2 separate regions of the Anas platyrhynchos genome follow, and region 2 is linked to region 1. The links are chromatin contacts, called in public Hi-C maps. All regions are on one chromosome and are shown on one strand. Each heading gives the region's core, a stretch centred on a gene start, on an enhancer-like site or on the middle of the called end of the contact. The rest is flanking DNA. Distances are from core to core; before and after follow the strand shown. Region 1 overlaps CDC42BPA (CDC42 binding protein kinase alpha). Region 2 overlaps PSEN2 (presenilin 2).

Region 1 (5,259 bases), core at 792-3,291:
CAGGGCTTGTGTGTGTCTGAGTTGGGCCCCCCCATAATGGGAACACCACTGATGGGTTCTGCGACCTCCAGACTCTCTTCAGACACGTGCAGCAAACCTTCGCTGCCAGGCTGCCTCGCTCGACCCCTACTGCTGGGAAGGGTTTCAGATACACACCTACAAACCACGCTGGAGAGAATTTAAAAATGCAGATGAAATAATAATGTATTTTCCATAAAGTTTCCATAAGGTTTTCCAGCATGTATTTAGTTCATTTTTAGATCAATGAACAATAAATTTGCTCTGTGGAGAAACTTTCTACAAGGAATTACATGGACGTTGCAAACTGAGGTCATGAAAAATAATCGTCACTAGCAACACTAACAAAATAAATTAGTCTTTTTAACATACTCATTCCTCCCTTCCCCTGCTGCCTGTAGGTCTATTCAGTCCCTGTTGAGGATGTAGATTGCCTTGTCATTAAATGTAACTGCTCTCCTTGCAAAATGAAATGTTGTAGGTTTATACAAGTATGAAGCACCTTCCATGCAACTTCAGTGTGCTAATTGCAGTGCACACGTTTCCTGGTGCTGCTCTTGGCTTTCTTTTTTATTTCTCAAAACACAATGATAACCTCTTCCCCTGACTATTTGTAGCATTGGAGGAGCCCCTCTCTGTTCTTTATGCACAGCCAGGTTGCTCATGCTCTACGCTGTAACTCAGGTTATTCATTGCATGGTGAAGGACAGGTACAGAAATTTAGTGTTTGGTGCTACAAAGTAGGTTGTTCATTCTCATTTGGAGGAAAAAAAAAAAAAAAAAGGTAAGCAAGAGGCAGCTGTGTGATCCTGCAGGTGATTTAAAATAAATCCTTATAAGCCTCTGGGTATAAATCCTCACTGACAACACTGCAGAAGTGGTTACGGGGAGAATTAAACAGGGCTTCTCCCTTGGTAAGGTCTCTTTTTGGTGTTTGAGAGAGATTTTAAATTCTTCTTTGTTTTTTGAGTGTTAAAAATGAGTCGTTTCTAGTCCACTGAGATGAAAAGCAAAGATTTGAGTGTAGTAGCAAAGAGGTCTGTAATAGCAGTGACTCTTAAAGTCTCTGCAAAGTTGGACTGACAGCAGATTGGCAACAATTGTCTGATAAAGTCTGCACTATATAATCCCTATTCGTTGCAAAGCCTTTATCTAAATATCCACTTTAAAATATATCCGGAGAAATAGTTGGTAGCTGAAAGTCGCTGAGAATACCCGAGGGGTGGTGGGTGGGGGAATCTTTGTTCTGGTCTGAAATTTGCATGACTTTGCTGCAAATAGATGTAAATAGGCATTGCAATAGAAAATGTTGTTTTATTGTGTTTTATTTACCTTATCTGAGAGAGTGGATGGGAAAATAACTAAATATGGCTAGGAAGAAATTAACAGTTACTGCTGAAAGTGTTTTGTGACATGGAAATAAACTGATGCTCAGAGCTACCTGCAGTTCTTTCCACATGCTGCATCTGTAAAGGTTCCCTAAACTTAACTCTACTTAATGCTCGTGACTTAATAGTGGAAATCATGTTAGTCTGGTGTTTAGGCAGAGATAAAATGATAAGAAAGGATATCAGAAATCCTGGGTTAAAAAGCCAGCTCATCTTTAGGCTAACTAAGCTGAGAATCCTTTTTCCCCACAGTTAGCTATAAGTTAACAGAAGCAGAAATAACATCTCCAATTAGTTACTTGAAAGTATTGTTTTCCCTTCACGTAATGACAAAACCTATTTTTAAGGAACTGCCGTATCCAAGCAGATGCATTGTGTTTTATCTCTCCCCTCAGTAAAGGACCACTTCAGTCCAGTAATAATTTAGAAAATCTCGCTGGAACTCAGGTAGTGACAATGGAAATACATAGAAAAACTGATGGTGGGTGCCCTGGTCATCCTGTTTGACCAGGCTGGAAACACGAGGCGGATTGTTACTTTGGTTCAATTGATGGAGGTCTGGAGAAACACTGTTAGTCCCTTCAGAATCACCCGAGTAATGGACGACTGATCCAGCAGGTGGTGTTACAACTCTGCAGGCATTAGGGATTAACGTGGTTACCATAGGAAGTTATGTAGAACTGCAGAGTTGGTTTGCAAACTTTGCTGACATGCTGCTCAGACAATTCATACCTGGTAAGGTTGGGTTGTTAATGGGTATTGGGGCCTTCCTTCCTAACATCCAAGGTTGAGCTAGCAGTCGATAAAAAACTTGTTGTGTGTCTGCATTGCAGAATCTTCGGCCTCAGGAAAGTCGGACTGTGTTCAGTGGCTCCGTCAGCATCCCATCGATCACGAAGTCCCGCACAGAACCAGGACGATCAATGAGCGCAAGCAGCGGGTTAGCAGCAAGTAAGCAAACAGACCTGTTGGGTTGGGGCTATGCACAAGTGTTTTAGGGAAGTTAGAATTAAAACAGCATTCTTACCCTTGGGACTACTTTGCTGCTGCTTAAGTGTTTTAAATCATTGCCAAGTTGTTCTCAAGTTCCATGGTTACTCTGTTTGTTGCTGACTTGCCTCTCTTGCTGCTGGTGCAGAGGAAGCAGTGGGAAACTGACTGCTGGTATGGAAGTGTTGTGCTGCACTGAATTGGAAACCCTTTTCCTAGTGCTGCCATGCTACCTCATGTGCCAGTCAGCACAGGTCACTGCCACCAGACAAGTGATGAAATAATAGAGCATGTGAAAACAGCCAGCTGCTTGCAGAAAGCACATATGTCTGCTAGAATCTGTATGTGCTGGCGTGACCCTATGCACTCCCTGGGGAGATGCAACTGTAACGAGGCTGCCAGCACAGCAGTTTCTTCAACTGCTGTCTCTTTAGGGACACAGTGACTCTGTCCGTGCTGTGTAAAGCATGCTAACTCTGACACGCCAAGGGAAGAACCAGAGAATCCCTAGGAAAAACTGTGTCTGGCATCAGACGAGATAAAAGCCCACATCAGCTGCAAGCCATGAGCTGAGCATCTTGGGACGTGCTGAAGGAAAGCAGAAACAGCTAGAGGAACAGCTAACAAAATTTCTGGTACCTTGACCAGGCATCTGTAACACAGCTTAATTCCTCTGCGTGTTTTAGGATCATCTGCACAGAATGGCAGCGCGTTGCGGAGGGAATTCTCAGGAGGTAGCTATGGAGCAAAGCGACAGCCGATGGCATCGCCCTCAGACGGCTCCTTGTCCTCTGGTGGCCTGGACCAGGGCAGTGACGCACCGACAAGGGACTATGAGCGAGAGGTGAGTGACAGGATAAAGAGGAGAAAATCAAAGCATGTTGATAAGGATGAGGAAGTTAAATTATGTCAGGGGTTTGGGTGGTGTAAGAATTTATTCACAGAGAAGGCCGATCAAGCATCAGAATAGGCTTCCCAGTGAAGTGAGAGAGCCCCCACCCCTGGAGGTATATAAAGGGCATGTGGACGTGGCACATGGGTACGTGGTTTAGTGATGGGACTTGGGAGGTCAGGCTGACAGTTGGACTTGATAACCTTGAAGGTCTTTTCCAAGCCAGATGATTATACAATTGTGTTCTAACTCTGTTCCTAGTATATAATGTGTAGAAAATTCTCTTTGCACTCCTCACCTGTAGATACAGGGACAGTGAGGTTCCCAAAACTACTGGCCCAGTAGACTAACAGCTTGGTAGCAACATCTCACAGCTTGAAGTGGTGATACTACTTCTGCCCTTTATTTGCAGACTCATAAGCTATATTAGCAAATATTTAACAGCAGGCATTTTGTCATAGTCATCAGAATGCCTGAAGTTAATGAGGTAATTTAAGAATTACCATATAATAATTTCCTTTAGAGCAGAAACTGGATTTGATCATTTACATTTTGTGCAAAATGAGACTGTAATTATGACTGGATGACAATCCTGCCCAGTGCTAAACTCAGTCCCTCCAGCCAGGAATGTTTTATGTAGGAGGGCTCAATCTGCAGCTGGCCAGCCAAACTTCACCAGCCTATTTTCAAACCAAGGAATGAGAAAACCAGAGATCACACAGGCTTTTCGTGGTACAGAAGGGCAAGTGTCAACCCAAACTCAGGTCAGACATATTTGCATTCTGCTGTACTCAGGAAGATCTAATTAGAGTATCTTGACCAGAATCATTTCAATTAATATTCTGGGAGCGTCATAGAAGAAACTGTGATAAAGCGTGCACCATGAAGATTCCACCAGTTAGCGAAGAGCATCCTGGGTTCTAAGTTGCAAAAAGGCAGGAGCTGTTGTAGCTCACAAGCAACTTGGAGTTGCACGCTCAGGCTCATGAAGAGGCCCTCAGTAATGTGCAAGCTGCGAGAATCCCACAGGTGTTGTACCCTTGTACCAGCATCAGTTATGCCTACTGTAAGCAGCAGATTTGACAGCTTACTCTTAATTCCCACCCCCTTGCCAAGAAATTCTGAGCAAAGAAAATTCCTCCATATTTTTGGACACAAGCAAAATATGTGTAGGCCTTTGAATCCAGTCACCTGTTGCTCAGACACCCAGAGTCACTCAGGCTTCGTGTTGTTACTTACTGGTGTTCTTCCTGTCTCTTGGCTGCAGGACTCTGACTCTCCAAGACACTCTACTGCGTCGAACAGCTCCAACCTCAGCAGCCCTCCCAGTCCAGTTTCTCCTCACAAGACCAAGAGCCTCTCCCTGGAGAGCTCTGACCATGTGAGTTGGGACTCATGAACTGCTTCAGCTTTCAGATTCGACATCACAGCAGCTTGCTGTCCCCTTCACCTCTTCCAGTTCCCACCTTCATCATCTTAACCCTCCCCGTTGCCCATCTCAGTGATCTGGGAGTGGGCTAGAGAGGCTGGTCGTCTTCAGCACTGTTCAGCACTGCCTCACCCTCTCTTCCCCAGATTTGACAGCAGCAATTGAGCAAAGCTAGGGTGTTGGTAAATACCAGATGCTGTTAGATTTGTATTAGTCTTGGTTTCATTTTTGTGGTTACAGCTGCTTTAAAGACATATTTATCCCACCCCCCAATTCCCTCAAAAGTAGCTTAAATAGACCAGACCAGTGTCAACAGGAGAAAATTTAGAGGGATTTTTTTTTTTTCATGCAATAGCTTGTTGTACTGTACAAAAGTAGCACAGAGACCCCTTCCCCTGCATGGGGAACGATCAGTATGTCAGAGGCACATAAAAGCTTTCAGCCACCACATTTGAATGTCAATCTGATTGTTGCCAGCAAATCCTTATTGATTAAGATGATGCATATTTTACTACCGTACAGAGTTTAAATAAATACACAGA
Region 2 (5,259 bases), core at 710-3,209, 51 kb after region 1:
CTTTCAACAGATTTGCTGCCTTATCCAAAAATGTGATCGCTTCTAGGAAGGTTCTTATATCAATGAGGATTATATATCAATCTTTTATTAAATTATAATACAACTTGTAATAAATTTGAATATAATACAAATTACAATCTAGATACAAACACTATAATGATAGATCTATTCTCAAGTATAATACAATACATAAATATAATGGAAATTATAATAACCAAATTATAACTAAGAATGAGTCACACTTCCCCAGAGCTTTCTCCTCACTGATCCTAAAATGGTTTATTGAAGATAATTTACTTCTCCAGATATCCTGATTTTACAAGTCAGAGGTCAGTACCTTACCCAAGGTCAGTGGGAAAGTTTGACATAGCAGCCAGAAGTTACGGCTCCATAGCAAATGCTTCAGTGGTGCCATCATATCTTTACCTCGTATTGCCCACCGAGACTTACATAACGAAGGGCTTAATGATGCAATTTCAGGGGTTGCTCACATTTCATGACCAGCTCTGCTGCAGCTCTCGGTAAAAGCAGCAAGAAGGACGTGGCAAGGAGTGAGTCCAGGCCTCTTTAAACGTGACTTCCAGCAGGCCCTCTATCAGCCTTTAGGTAAGGTTGCTTTTCTCCTCCTGTTTGCTGCTTTCTGAGGAAAGTCTGCTCAGCAGATAGCAGCTTGCTGCTTATTGGACATCAGGGAACACCCCCACCACCACCCCCCCAAAAAAAAAATCTCTTCCAGTTCTGATGTTGACTGCTTTGAAGAACGCAGAGAAAGTTGGCTTCTGTTAAAGCCTTGTACAAAGTGGCCAAGTTCCCAGGCATACGTAGAGAAGAATTGGTCAGACTGTCTCAGCTTCTAAAAAAAAAGTTAGAGAACCAGAGCCTGGAAAGATCTTCAGTCCCTGCAGTTAGAAGGGCTCCAATGCAACAGGATTGGTAGGCAGACAACTAACCTGCAGAAAGAAAAAGTTGATGGATTCTCAATTAAGCTAATATTGGTCTTGTCATCAGGTTGACAAGCACCCAGGCTATTCAGAGAACACTCAGAAAACCTCTTACACTGGACAGGCCCAATCTGTTCCTCTGACCACAACAAAATGTGCACCACCATCCTTCTCCCACATTTGTGTAGCTAATCACAAAGCAAAAACTACTCTGGAAATGCTTCCCTCAGCTATCGAAGCTCTCATAAGCTACCTCCTAAGGGGCTTTACCTCATGTTCATTCATCTTTTATATAGGGCAATTTCTTCAGGGAAGAAGGAATTGTCTTATCTGCCTGATAAATTTATTGATAAATTGGTGTCCCACCAACCTAACACTGTAATGATGACGAATTGAAACAGCTCAAGGAGAAGCCACTGGACAGGTGGCTTGGTTTCAGTAGTTAACTTCTGGGTATTTCAAAACTTTGGCACGTTTCAGTGACACTGTTTGTATCTCATGTTATTTACAAGGCTTTACGGCCAAGAATGAGAGCAACAGCCTTGTAAAGAAATGAGATCTCTCTGAGTCAGTCAGGGGTAAATTCACATCCAGGATCGTCCCAGGATCCAAACGATGAGCTATTTTTATAACGCTTAGGACTGCTCTGATTCCTGAACTGTGTATTTTCACCCCAAAAACATCAAGGCATTCTTTGCACTTGGCCTTTTCTCTCTTCCCTCACTACAAAGAGAAGGAGACAGGGTTCAATTTCATTTTGCCAGTGAGAACTTTAAGCTGATTTAGCGCTGTTGGAAGGAGTCAGTGTAGCAGTTCTTCTGACAAACGTTTTCTGTCCAAGAAGATGCAGTGCAGGGAACGAAACAGGTATTTCACGACCTCCCGCCCCCATTTTCTTCCTGGAGCTGTCAGCTAACAGCCTCGCTCTGCATAGCTGGAGGAGGCAGGGAAAACCAGTGGGGCTGCTGGAAGGCTGAGCCCTCCTGCCAGCAGGAAGTGGGCAGGAGCTGCTGCGAGGTTACACAGCCTGGCTTTTGACAGAGCCTTTGTGGCTAGTGCTGCATGGCTCCAGGGAAGTGACTATACACCGCTGACCTCTACTAGGAAGCCGTGGCAGGCCCACTAATGCTGGGATTATCTTTAATAATTGTTTGGAGAGTAAGTAGCAAGGCTACTTTTCAGGCATTTCACAGAGCAGATTTTCAGGGACGTGAGGCAGATCACAGCCTCTTTGTCTTGCACCAGGGCATGCCCCTGCCCTCCACCACACACACAAAGTCTCACTGGGTCAGATAACATGATTTCTGTTCCACTGGGAGAGAAGACCTGTTGCAAAAATGTTTTCTCAAAGTGGAAATTTGTATAGAGGTACGTGGATTTTTTTTTTCTTTACATTATGAAAGAAAAGAGAAGTGTTACTCTCTAGATGGGGTGCTAACAAGTCACGACAAACCACAGCTGCAAACATGTTTATCGCTGACAGAGGACTGCTGGAAAAAGGTGTTTGGCACACCACTCTTACCACCACGCTACGTGTGGCTGTGGTTTGTGCCACACAAACTCACCCTTCCCTCCAAATTTTTCCACACGGGCACAGAATGGGTTCTTGGTACTTTGGAAAGCTGGAGGCGAGCCCAGGGGAGCAGAGCATGCTGAGAGAAGGACAGAGTCAGGTGGACAGGCTGCAGATAGAAGCACTAAATGGAAGAAAGCGATACTAGTCCTTGTCTTTGGATAGGTTTTGGGACAGTGCACCTGGCCCCTGTCACCTTAGCAATTAATCACAGTCACAGAAGAGCCCAGGTTGGAAGGAACCTCAGAAGATTATCGGGTCCAACCTTTTCTTAGAAAAGGGAACCTAGATGAGATTCACCCTATCCAACCCCATCTTGACAATCTCCAGTGATGGGGACCCTACCACGTCTCCCTGGGGTGGTTGTTTGTTGTTCTCTGTATAAAGAATTTCTTTCCTTTATCAAGACAAAACCTCTCCAGCAAAGTAAAATGTTCACAATATTGTTTATATTCTGCACAACAATGCTTCACAGGTATCAAGCAAAGCCCTTTTGGGTGAGATGAAGCTGAGGAGAGTATAGCAGCTGATGAGCAGCTATGTGCCTCAAGAACACCATATTACCATTTCTCCCATGTTTTGGGAAACTTGGTTAAACATTACTCAGCCTGTAGTTCTTTATTGATTTGCTAGACAGATCAGTTATTTCTGCTCCTTGTAAATGGCCTTTGCTTGTATAGGTTGGTGAGTGCTTTGCCCTCTCCTTCTGCCACCTGACTGATTACATGTACCTCACTCAGTCCTGCAGAAGTGTGGAAGGGAGTGACCATGAAGAGATGCCTCTGAGAAACAGCCACGGACAGGCTCAGAGCTCAACCACCCAGATGTCTGCTGGTAAATCTACCCAGCAGGCTGTGAGCAATCCAGGAGATTCCTAGAGGACATTGAGGAAAAGTTCCTGGTCCAGGTGTTAGGCAAACCAACCAGAGGAGAAGCGTTACTGGTGCTCACCAGTGTGGAAGAGCTCATCAAGGAGGTGAAGACTGGAGGCAGCCTGGGCTGCAGTGACCATCCCTAGTTGAGGCCCTCATTAGGCCGTACCTGGAGCTCTGAGTCCAAGTCCGCCAGCACTAGAAGGCTGTTGGAGCAGGTCCAGAGGAGGGCCACGAAGTTGATCAGAGGGCTGGAGCACCTCTCCTGCAAAGAAAGGCTGAGGGAGCTGGGAATGTTTAAACCTACAGAAGAGAAGGCTCCGGGGTGATCTCGCTGTGACTTTCCAGCACTTGAAGGGGGCTTATAAAAAAGATGGAGAGCAACTCTTTGCTCAATCCAATAGTGACAGGATGAGGAGGAATGGTTTTAAACTAAAAGAGGGGAGACTGAGATTAGAGGTTAGGAGGAAATTCTTCACTCAGAGGGTGGTGAGGCACTGGAACAGGTTGTGGATGCCCTATCCCTGGAGGTGTTCAAGGCCAGGTTAGATGAGGCCATGGGCAACCTGATCTAGTGGGTGGCATCCCCACCTGTGGGGCTGGAACTAGATGGTCTTTAAGGTCCCTTCCAACCTGAGCCATTCTGTGATTGTTTCTATAATTGAAAACATGGAAAACAGTGATGTGAAAGAATGCTGGCCTAGTGCTTTTCCTCCTCTGCCTCCTCCTGATTCTTCAGGCCCTGCAAAGCAGTTAGGGAGTACCAGGCTTCACACACCATTTATTTCTGCAAAGACCTAACCTTGAGCTGGCCTTGGGAGCTGCCACTCTGTTCAGCCTGTATTTGACAGGACTCAAAACAGTTTCCAGTTCTGGAAAACTCCCCCTCCTACTCCTTGGCCCCAAACCAGGTTTCTATATCAAGGAGCTTAGCTAGTTCCACTTCATAGTCTTTATATCTATTAAATACTGAGTGATAAATAATACTGAGCACTGACACATCCAAATTGTGCTCTTGGGCACCTGTCAAACAAATGCATTGCATGAAGGAGGAAATAAACAGTTCAATATTCACTTAACTCCTTGAGGGCCCAGGGCAAATGCCTGGAAGCTAGTGGGAAAAGATGGATTAATGAAAACCTGTAGCAACAGGAAGATGTAAAGGGAAGAAGGGTGACTTGTTATTCATGTTTGATGCCCTGATTTTTCCTACATAACCAAGCTTAAACCCAGCATTTACACTCCTACTCTCACTGTGTTTCCCACTTGTGAAGTTGGAACAGCTCACACCACTTCATCTTTCCTGATAAGGTGAAGGGAGAGCAAGCAAGGATAAATTTAACTAGGGACGCTGTGGTGTGCTAGGAGACATGAATACTATGGGATGGGAAGATACTATCTGTCCAGGCTGCCTTCTTATAATGCAACTGACTTCAAGAAAATTAGATCGCTACTGGTGACAAAAAGACAAGACCTAACTAGATCCTGCATCCCCCAATGCAGAGAGCTGGAATGATGCTTGCTCTTCTCTAAGGTAAGCAGGACCTGCTGGGACAAAACAGGAGACTGCAAGTGACAGAAGACATGACAAATCACTAAGTATAATTACTCCTTTGCTTCTTGAAGATGCTCAGAAAAAAAATTAACAGTTCCTGGAGAAGCATCTGACTTACACTTGAGATTTGTAGAACTCAAACTAGGGCTGAATTCTTTAGAGGAAAAAAAAAAAAAACAAAAACAAGGAAGGACACAAACAAAATGCAGTGTTGTAACAGCAGCATCTCACAGCTACAGAGTTGAACATGGCAGGACACTGAAACCATCTGGTTTTAAATGGATTCTTGTGCAGTTGAGCTCACGCTCATTCAAGACC

The links. A called contact is a pair of places that touch in the nucleus more often than the background predicts.
Region 2: a contact with region 1 is called in a Hi-C map of subcutaneous adipose tissue, with 2.0 times the contacts expected there. The contact joins two enhancer-like sites. A contact is called at or near these places in 3 of 8 Hi-C or Micro-C datasets (liver, skeletal muscle and subcutaneous adipose tissue).

What each region holds. Positions count from the first base shown.
Region 1 is chr3:19,866,755-19,872,013 of IASCAAS_PekinDuck_T2T, forward strand. CDC42BPA (CDC42 binding protein kinase alpha) reads left to right here. Exons shown (of 37, transcript XM_072035491.1): 35 at 2,240-2,357; 36 at 3,083-3,240; 37 at 4,556-5,259. The coding sequence ends at 4,687. Among named protein-coding and RNA genes, the nearest start is that of COQ8A, 45 kb to the right of the region's middle. Within about 2 kb of position 2,042, at least 1 of the 8 cell types and tissues checked has an H3K27ac peak or open chromatin away from gene starts, as enhancers often do.
Region 2 is chr3:19,918,027-19,923,285 of IASCAAS_PekinDuck_T2T, forward strand. It overlaps PSEN2 (presenilin 2), which reads right to left. Exons shown (of 11, transcript XM_038176124.2): 11 at 70-950. The coding sequence ends at 906. Among named protein-coding and RNA genes, the nearest start is that of COQ8A, 6.2 kb to the left of the region's middle. Within about 2 kb of position 1,960, at least 3 of the 8 cell types and tissues checked have an H3K27ac peak or open chromatin away from gene starts, as enhancers often do.